Regions from separate parts of the Mus musculus genome. Here all the other regions are linked to region 1. Evidence: chromatin contacts called from public Hi-C and HiChIP or PLAC-seq data. All regions are on one chromosome and are shown on one strand. The core of a region is the stretch at or near the end of the contact, and the rest is flanking DNA. Distances in the headings are between cores, read along the strand shown.

Region 1 (3,075 bases), core at 329-2,828:
GTAGAACCAAGTTCCACATCAAAAACACCCCATCGTCCCACAAGTCACCGTGGCACACAGGCTATTGTTCTATGGATGTCCAGCATCTGATAGGCAGGTTAGCCTGCTCCTATGGGGTGCAGGCTTCCCCAGCAAACCCCTTTTCAAGGTGGCTTTGAACCCAGATAGCCTGTCTGCCCAGATCTCTGCTACAGCATCATTTTACAGCAAAGAGGCAGAGGAAAGGTTGCATCTCATCGCAGGTGACCTGTGTCCATACTAAGAGATAGCAGGCACAGAGACAGTTAAATGTGTCACAACAGCTGAAAAAGCTCACAGGTGCAAAGGCAACCGAAGGAAACAGCTCCCAGCCCCAAACACAATCTCCAAGTGGGACCCTGGAGGTGGGGAAGGGGATGCTGTCATGAATCCACAGTAAAGCTATATCATATCCTAACATCCAGTTCTGTGTTTCCCAACTATGGAAATAATCTGAAATACAGGAAAGGTGGCATCAAGCCTTCAATCACAGCCAGTGGACAGGAAGACACAAGTGAGCCACACTGCTCAGCACGGCGTCAAAGAACCTTGTTCAGATCCAGTCCCAGGGCAGGACCCGTACTAATCAAATTATTGTCGAGTTTGGAACAATAAACACAACTTCAAAGCCACGTGTGGTGGTGCACACCTTTAATACTAGCACTCTGGAGGCAGAGGCAAGTGGATCTTTGAGTTCGAGGCCAGTCAGGTCTACAGAGTGAGTTCAGAGTGAGTTACACAGAGAAACCCCGTCTCAAAAAAACAATGATAATAATGATGATGGTGATGAACCACAACTTTTAAGTGTCCACTAGAAAGCAAGCTCTGCCTCGGACACAGGGACAAAGAAAGGCCAAAATGTGGGAACAGAATGGTCAAAGAGAAACAGGGATAAAGTTACAAAGTATGTTATGAGGGACAACAGTGGGTTGGTAAGTCTGTCAAGAGATAGACCAGGGTACAACCAAATATAAGAACCAGGGTAAAGGGCCAAGCAGGAAGGCTTTTCCTGACCACCTTTACCCACAGCCTTAGTACCCGACCAAAGCCCGCCTGCAATTAAAAGGGTGCACACTTGTTGCTTGCAGGAAATCCTGACATCCTAGAATTCGGTCTTTGCAGAGCGCCTGCCCTGCCCTGCCCTGCCCTGCCCTGCCCTGCCCTGCCCTGCCCTGCCCCAGCCAAGCCCAGGACGCAGCCCCTGCGCCAGGCCCTGCCGTGCACACGGGCGGCCAGGTTACCTCCCCCGTGTGTTTGCATAGGTGCGCGTCTAGCTTCCAGGCTTTGTTGTAACTGGCGCTGCAGTCGGGAAAGGAGCAGATGAACCTGCTGGGCAGCGCGGGGCGCGGCGGCGCGGGGCCCTCACAGGCCCCGACGAACGCATCCGCGATGGTCAGCGACGACACCGCTTCCGCGACTGACACCCGCGGCTCCAGGGCGACACGATCGGGCCCGGGCTGACGCGGGGCAGCCACGTGCCGTCCCCGGGAACGCGGGACGCAAGCCACTGGCGCCCGGAGACTTTGAACTTCCGGGAACGCGGCCCGCTAAGGCTCCAGGCCCCGCCCCTTAGCCCCCCCCCCACGCGCGCCACGACTGCGCATGCTCCCAGAGGCCGTAGAGCCCGGTTGCACATGCGCATCCAGGACTCGTCCACGGCGAGAGGCAGCCAGGCTCTGGGCTCTGGTTTCGCGGCTTAGGGAAACGGAAGCGCTGCTTAAACGTCCCAAATATCAACCTGACATGACTTAAGGTGGCCTGTTTTTCACATTCCAGTTTTGCCCTCTGCATCCTGCCACTAGCCTCAGGACATGGTGAATCCCAAGCTTGTCTGCTCCTTCGAGTCACGTGGAATTTTTTTTCAAAATTCCGAAGCCCAGAACTTAACCAGGACCAATTAAACCTTAATTTCTGACAGCAATTGTGCTGGTGTTTTGTCAACTTTCCTTTTGTATCACTGAGTCCTCTAGTGTTTGACGCTGTTTTCAGTTGTGGGATTTCCTCTTTCCCTTATCTTGATTTAATCTCCGTAATGGCAGAGACTGGAAAATACCCTATTCGAATCCTCCCTGGCAAAGTGTAGTGCATCAATGAAGGGCAGAACCGATCTTTCTGCTAGTTGGATGACGACAACCATGGGAAATCTTAAAGCTTGTTTGTTTGTTTGTTTGTTTGTTTGGTTTTGGTTTTTCGAGACAGGGTTTCTCTGTATAGCCCTGGCTGACCTGGACTTCACTTTGTAGACCAGGCTGGCCTCGAACTCAGAAATCCGCCTGCCTCTGCCTCCCGAGTGCTGGGATTAAAGGCGTGCGCCACCACACCCAGCTTTTTTTTTTTTTTTTTTTTTTTTTTAATGAATATCTTTACTGAAGAAGGTTAAAATGTACTTTATTCCAGTCAAACTAATCTACAAGAAAAAGGATTGAATGGAGGGCGGTCTCAACACTGTTGACAGGTCATTCTCTGTGCGGCCCTGTTGGGATCTCATGCTCACGGCCCCCTCTGCTCCTTGTAGTCATGCCCCATGCGCATGTGCAGATTGCTGGCCGGCTCTTCCTTCCTTCCAGTCCCTCTTCCCCTTTCTCACTCTCTTGTCTGCTCTACCCCATCAGCGGACACTCTTCTTTCAGCTCCAGTCTTCTGTCTCTCCTTTTCCCTGAAGATGAGCTTCTAGAAGATTCTGAGATCCCACCCCTGTGACCATTGTTTTCCAAGGATTTTGGTCTCAGTCAAGCAGCCTGGACTTCTTCATCTTCTTTTTCTCCTCCTGCTTGATAACCCTGGTTAGACAATATGGGACCCAGCCAGGATTCAGGTTCTTTCCAGACCCTAACATACCAGTTTCGGGAATGGGGAGTGTGTTTGGGGGAGGGGGGCAGATTGTGAGTCATGAACATGGACAGAACTAGCCCAGTAGTGGTAGTGCATGGCTTTAACCCCACACAGGAGGCAGAAACAGGTGGATCTCTGAATTCAAAGCCAGCTTGCTCTTACAGAGTGAGTTCCAGGACATCCAAGGCTACACAGAGAACCCCTATCTCAAAAAAAATAAAACAA
Region 2 (3,083 bases), core at 472-2,971, 170 kb after region 1:
GCCTGGCTGTAACACATTTTTTTATTGCTTCTTTATTATAGTAAAAATTTAGTGTTATAAAAATATTGTTCCAGGACAGCCAAGGCTACACAGAGAAATCCTGTCTCGAAAACAAAAAAACAAAAAAAAAAACAAAAAAAAAGGTTAGAAAGGACTTTGGGGCAGCTAGTCTTTTGTGACAAATATGTCTTGCTGTGAAACTAAGTCTGAGCTCGTGTTTCCCAGCGATGAGTAGGTTCTAAGTGAATGCAGCCTAGTAACGTAGAGTAAGTTCTGTGGGAGCTAGTGGTTGACTTTCCTTCTGAAAAGTTACCCACATGGAACAACAAACTTCGGAAGAAGATGGCCTTATAGGAGGCCATCGGTGAACTAATTCATTCCCACAGAGTCTCTTCTTGGAGCTTAGTTTTCTCTGCAGAGAGTGTTTACATTCAGTTCCTTGGTCAGGTATTGCTTCATCTGTATTGTAGCTTTAGTTTGATGGAAAGAGTTCTAACCTCTGTTAGAAGCAAGACAGTGCATCTTGAGACAGTGCATCTTGGATTTGCCTGCTGTCCACCAAGGGGGAAAACTCCCTGGGAAGTATCAGAGCTTTGACAGTTGCTTGGGGAGATTGGCCATTCGGAGGGAAGTGCAAGATCTGTTAACTGCAATCATTGTGAGTCTCATCGGTCTGCAGAGAATGAGGTATGAAGCCCGTGTAGATAGAGCAGATTTTTAGAAAACAAGACAGGCGCTCCTGAAGCAGAAGCGGGGCCACAGAGGTTGAGGTGCAGGCAGCCGGGGATGTCGGGGCTACGTGGCTTTTTAAGTGGCTGCAGGGCAAGTGAGCAGCAGTGGGGACTCAAGCGGGAGCGATCTCCTGGTGCACAAGATGATGGGGGCATCCAGAGCCAGCTCCACCATAAGCTACTGCAGCTAAGGTCATCAAGTGAGGGGCCTCGACCTACTGCTCCAGCTTGTCCAGACTGCGGGCATTGCCAGACAGTCCAGGGCCCCAGATGTCTCAGTACACCCACCCTGCTTCATGATGATATAACTCATGAGTGCGTGCGTGCGTGCGTGCGTGTGTGCATGTGCACTGAACATGCAGAGGACATCCTCAGCTGGAATTTAGTCAGGCACTATGCACTTGCTTTTTTGGGAGGGATCTTGGGGCAGGGCCTTTCAGTGACCTGGAGCTCAACAAGTAGTGGGCCGCCTGTGTCTATCTCCCAATGCTGGCATTATAGCACACTCCACCACACCGTGTTTTTCTTCTATTTAGCTTCCTCTTCATTTTGAGGCAGAATTTCTGTAGTCCTGGCTGTCCTGAAGCTTGCTATGTAGACCAGGCTGGCCTCAGATACACAGATCTGCCTGCCATGTCCCCTGTCCTCCCAGTGCTGGGTTAAAGGTGTGTACCACTGTGCCAGACTTTTCTTTTCTTTTCACATGTGGTTTCTGTGAATTGAACTCAGCTCCAAATAGATTGTTTGGTAACCACTAAACTGACTGAGCTGTCTCCACAGCCCATATCTCCACTTCTTACCCAAAAAGAGTAGTGGGGTTTACTTACTAACACCGTCTAATGTGGAGTCCATGTTTCAGTAGCTCAGGTTTTACCAGCACGCCTTGTGTGGTCTTTTGTTCTTTGGAGTCATGGTCCAGCAGTGACTCGAGCTGTTGATTTCGTTGCTGTGTCTCCATTAACCTAGTACAGCCTCCTCTTTCCTCCATGGCTGCTGAGCAGGCAGGCCGTTGTCACACCAGTGAGGGCTTGCAGGGTTTGTTTGAATGTTTCCTGTGGTCTTTAAATGTGCTCCTTTGCCCTTTGATTTACTGTAAAGTGGAAGTAGGTGCAAAGGCTCGGGGTATTCTGGGAAGAATGCTCGGTGACTCACCGTGGGACAGAGTTGGGAGAACTACCACTGCGTCCAGATGGAGACCGCAGGCGTCTTCCCTGTAAGCCAATTGCTTTGCTTCCAGATAGCCAGTCATCGGCTTGCCCCTTTGCCAGCCCCTTCCACAGGGCATCCATGAATAGAAGAAACAGACAGTAATTGGTTATTGAGTCAACAGCCAGCTACAACCCTGAATAAGCACTCCAGCGTGACATTTAAGACAAACAAATAGGGCAGATCAGTAAAGGAACTCAGCACAGCATGTGTGGGTAGGACGTGCCCACTGGCTACCTACAGTAAGACTGGACACTGGGGCTAGAGCATTGACTTTTAAAGTATAGGAGCTGCCCTTCAACTTCAGTCCCTGAGAAGGCGGAGTGAATTAGGGCTGTGCCACCCCACGAGACCTAACGACAGGTGGTAACTGCCCAGGCCATGTGCTGAGAAGCAATTCAGGTTCTTGTGCGTACTAGTCACTTTCATATTGGATGGACAATTTTCCCAGGTTTGTGAATGGAGGCTACTCCATTGTGGAGACTGTATTAATCCGATCAGAAGTTTTAGGAAAATTGCAAGTGTGAGAGTTGCCCAGACATTCTCTACTGGCTATTTGCATTTTGTTAAATCTGCTTTGCAAATAGGATGTTTGCACGCACTCCATCTCTCTGGACCATCTATAGTTTCTTTCATACCCCTGCCAGCGGTTTTGGTTTCATTTGACCTTGAGATGATGAGAGGGACAAGCCAGTCATTCTGCAGGTTGTCCCTCAGGTGGGCTTGGTTGATGCTCCTTCAGGATTAGATTCATGTCATGCATACTTTTCCCAAGTACAAATACTGGTTCATCAGGCTTTTCCAGTGTGAAGTCACTGCTGTGTTTTACTTTGAAATTAATTTCTGGGGAGATACTTTTGAGATGACCGTAAATATACTGTTTCGCATCATTTTTATTCATTAGGTTTAGGGTTTTCTGCGTGCGGTTGGCAGTTCATTTTAAGAAGGAGGGTTCCCTCCACTCATTTGTTCACGTCCTTCAAGCAACATGGACTTTGCCTGTATAGACTGATCCGTGTCTGTAGTCTATAGCATTGGTAGTGAAAGTGCAGATTGCCCCGCGTGGTCAGCAGGCGTCAGCGGCTCTGTGCTCCTTGTCCTGCTCTGTATTTCTCTGTAACTGTCTATCCCTCCCCCTGCCCCCTG
Region 3 (3,236 bases), core at 687-3,186, 180 kb before region 1:
GAATTCACACTGCTTATTTATTTATTTTTTTTGGGGGGTGTCTTTTTTTTTCTTCCCCAGCATATGGGTGAAATTCAACATTATTCAAGTAATTATATACACAGCTCAGGAGGAGGAAAAAGCCTGCTTTGTTTGTTGTTCTCTTTTAAACTAGTTAGATGGCACTTGGTGCTTCCTTTTTTTTTTTTTTTTTTTTTAATTTTAAAAAAAGGCCGAATCCAGAGGATGAATTGGTCGAGGCTTTCAAAGTTCAGTGAGATAATGAAAGAAGATGTAATACGGCCACTGAGTTTATTTACTATTTGTGGATAAACAACTAAAAACATCAGCCCTCCTTGCTCACTGGGAGGGAGAGAGAGGCAGAAAAGCCACTGATGGGGGATCCTGCTAAAATCGTTGAAAAACTATGATGCCTCGCTCTTGTTTTCTGCCTGCCAGGTCGTTCCCCTCCCCCGCCCCCTCACGCCGCCGCTGAAATGAACAAAACTGCAGGGTACCACCCAGGTGAAGGCGCGGGGTGAAAACACGGGGCACAAAAGACCAAATGGCAACCCTTTCAGAATGCTCTGCGGTTTCACAGTATTGCCAGGATGGGGGAAAATTAATTGGCATTTAGTTACACGTTGCCCCATAAGCGAAGCAGAGTTGAAGGTGCCTGGATAACAGCCGTTCTCTGTTCCCTGGCCCCGGGCAGAGCGTATTCCTGTCGCTTTAGCTCCACAGCATAGAGTCCAGTAGAAGCTCTCAGTCGCGAACTTCATTTCTCAAATTACATCACTAGAAGCCTTCTGCCTCAGCTTGAGAACTGAAGGAGCAACAAGAAGACAACCAACTGGTGCAGGATTCCCAATTCGTAAATACACATGAGCCGGCAAGCATTAAGTTAGGGTCTTAAGGCCGCAACACATGCCCTTAATCAGAAGACTAAAGAGCCTGAAAAAGTGGCTTTGATACTCTGTAAGTTTGTGGTCCTCTTAACCAGTTAAAAATACAGGGGCTGGAGAGATGGCTCAGACGGTCAGAGCACTGGCTGCTCTTGAAGAGGACCTTGGTTCGATTCCCGGCACCCACATGGCGGCTCACAACGGCCTGTAACTCCAATTGCAGGGAGTCCAGCGTCCTCTTCTGGCCTCTGCAGGCACTGCATTCATATGGCACACACCTACATCTAGGCAAATGCCCATATCATATTTGTATATCATAATGTAAAAATAAATTTAAAACAATTTTTTTTTGAGGCAAAGCCTAGGTGTCATGGAACTCAGTCTTTAGACCAGGCTGGCCTTGAACTCACAGAGATCCACCTGCCTTTACTTCCCAAATGCTGGGAGTTAAAGGCGTGCTCTACCATGCCTGGCTAAAAAAAAAAAAAAAAAAATTAAGGTTGCATAGAATTCTTCTTACATTAATTCACCTTTCTTTTTTCTTTTGAGCAGAGTCTCGCAGTGGGGCAGGCTTGGCCTAGAATTGACAATCCTCCTGCCTCCTCCCCTGGAATGCTGGGATTGTCTGCTTATTCATCTCATCACTTATTCAGGGACAGTATAGACTGAGCATGGCACAGCACTAAACACTGAGGTTAAACTGTCCTGGGTCTGGTTCCACTCCTAATATTGAAACCACCACCACCACCACCACCACCATCACCACCAGCAGCAGCCCTATTCTGGGACTGGCTGGACAAACCCTGCCCCACACTGATGGCACAACACAAAGACCCTGGCCCAGAAGAGTGGCACCTGCTAAAGAGAGCACTAGGCTCTCTCTCTCTCTCTCTCTCTCTCTCTCTCTCTCTCTCTCTGTGTGTGTGTGTGTGTGTGTGTGTGTGTGTGTGTGTGTGTGTAAGAGAGAGGCACTCAGTCAAACCCAGAGGGGAACAGTTTGGAATTTAGAAGGCTGGGGAGCCAGAAAGGGCAGGACTGAGAGACAAAAGTGTTCAGAATGTGCACAGCCGGGTGGTGGTGGTGGGGGGAAGGTGCCCTTTGTGGCAATAAGGTGTTACTCAGCGATCCCAGCATTTTTCTCTGTACGAATTCATGTGGCAGAGATTGACAGCTTTCTTATTATAAGTCTCTTTGTTAATAGACTGAAAACCCCAATCTCTGGCCCCAAAATGACTTCTAAGCTTCTCACCCTATGTCTCATAAGGCCAAAAAAATCACATCCCCAAACTAAGTAGCAGCTCACCCTGGCTTTTCTGCCTGGCTCTGCTGTGAGTCACTCAAATGGTCACAAGGGACCAAGGGCCTCCTCACCAGAGCCCTTCCTTGTTAACCATTTTGTGAGCATGCTTCATGTGTTCTATGAGTCACACAGTCTGTGATGTGTGTGTGTCCTCTGTGGACTGAGGACCACATTTCAGAGGCTCGGGGGAAACCTCAGGAATGGTGATGGAACCTAGCCGTGCCCAGACCAGTGGCCAGGTTGGGGGACACGGCTTGTAATGTGTCCTGCTTGTAACGGAGACCTGTGCACCCTAGATGGTATGCCCTCCCATCTCCATGATCCCACCCACCCACACACACACACACACACACACACACACGTTTACATATATATTAGTATTATTCTGAATCTGCTCTGCTCGCCAAGACTATGGAAGAAGGTATCAAAAGCTTTTATTTCAACTTGAGTATGAGAGAGGTAATGGTAGGCACAGTTATTGAAGCCTAATTCTCTGATTTATAAATTTTCTTCAGCTAACAGCAAAAGTTTGGTTGAGTGAATTCCATCCATGTGTCCCACTGTGTAACTCAGGAGGAGCCAAGGCTATGGGAAGGAGGGTTGGGCAGCAATCTAGGTAAGTGTGGACTTGGGCCTCGCAGGACAAGAGCTCTGTCCCCAGCACCGTTCTCCCTCCACACTCACCCCTGCCTAACTGTTCCATCTCCTAACATTCAGGGAGGAAAACATGATGAGATGCCAGGGTTTTGCTTGTGTGCTTATAAAACACAGACTGCACAGCACTGCCAGCCTTATGGGAACAAGCATCCTGCCTCTCTCTCTCTTTTTTCCTTTTTAGATTTATTTTGATTACTTTATATGTGTGTGTTGTGGCTGCATGTATGTTTGTGGAACACGTGCATGCCTGGTGCCCGAGAAGATGGCAAACCTCCATATCCGTGCTGGGAATCAGGTCTTTCACAACAAGTGCCCTTAACCACTGAGCCCAGGAATGAGCATTCTTTATAAGACCAGAACACACATTTTTAAAAATTTGTCTGAGATAGGGTCTC

Evidence for each region. Hi-C and Micro-C count contacts between places; a contact is called where the count stands out from the background. HiChIP or PLAC-seq counts read pairs in DNA pulled down with a chosen protein or histone mark.
Region 2: a Hi-C map of CD8 T cells shows a contact between it and region 1, with 1.7 times the contacts expected there. The contact joins the enhancer-like site here to the promoter of Gtf3a in region 1. A contact is called at or near these places in 1 of 39 promoter capture datasets (neutrophils), 2 of 484 Hi-C or Micro-C datasets (CD4 T cells and CD8 T cells), 1 of 115 datasets of contacts at active chromatin or transcription factors (pancreatic cancer cells) and 1 of 9 other capture datasets (adipose tissue).
Region 3: a contact with region 1 is called in an HNF4G HiChIP or PLAC-seq map of pancreatic cancer cells. The contact joins the enhancer-like site here to the promoter of Gtf3a in region 1. A contact is called at or near these places in 8 of 39 promoter capture datasets (the 3T3-L1 cell line, 3T3-L1-derived adipocytes, the HPC-7 cell line and 5 more), 2 of 15 datasets of contacts at CTCF or cohesin (embryonic stem cells and large pre-B cells), 5 of 484 Hi-C or Micro-C datasets (ECoMG myeloid progenitors, the G1E-ER4 cell line, the HPC-7 cell line and 1 more), 12 of 115 datasets of contacts at active chromatin or transcription factors (CD8 T cells, the SCID.adh cell line, acute myeloid leukemia and 7 more) and 1 of 9 other capture datasets (adipose tissue).

What each region holds. Positions count from the first base shown.
Region 1 is chr5:146,947,160-146,950,234 of GRCm38.p6, reverse strand. Gtf3a (general transcription factor III A) reads right to left here and starts at 1,578. Exons shown (of 9, transcript NM_025652.3): 1 at 1,260-1,578. The coding sequence starts at 1,454.
Region 2 is chr5:146,776,044-146,779,126 of GRCm38.p6, reverse strand. All of the region lies in intron 1 of Usp12 (ubiquitin specific peptidase 12), which reads left to right. Among named protein-coding and RNA genes, the nearest start is that of Usp12, 17 kb to the left of the region's middle. Within about 2 kb of position 1,721, at least 72 of the 459 cell types and tissues checked have an H3K27ac peak or open chromatin away from gene starts, as enhancers often do. A contact at or near this core is called in CD8 T cells, adipose tissue and pancreatic cancer cells, where this site is marked.
Region 3 is chr5:147,131,146-147,134,381 of GRCm38.p6, reverse strand. No RefSeq gene overlaps it. Among named protein-coding and RNA genes, the nearest start is that of Gm34994, 27 kb to the left of the region's middle. Within about 2 kb of position 1,936, at least 34 of the 459 cell types and tissues checked have an H3K27ac peak or open chromatin away from gene starts, as enhancers often do. A contact at or near this core is called in bone marrow-derived macrophages and pancreatic cancer cells, where this site is marked.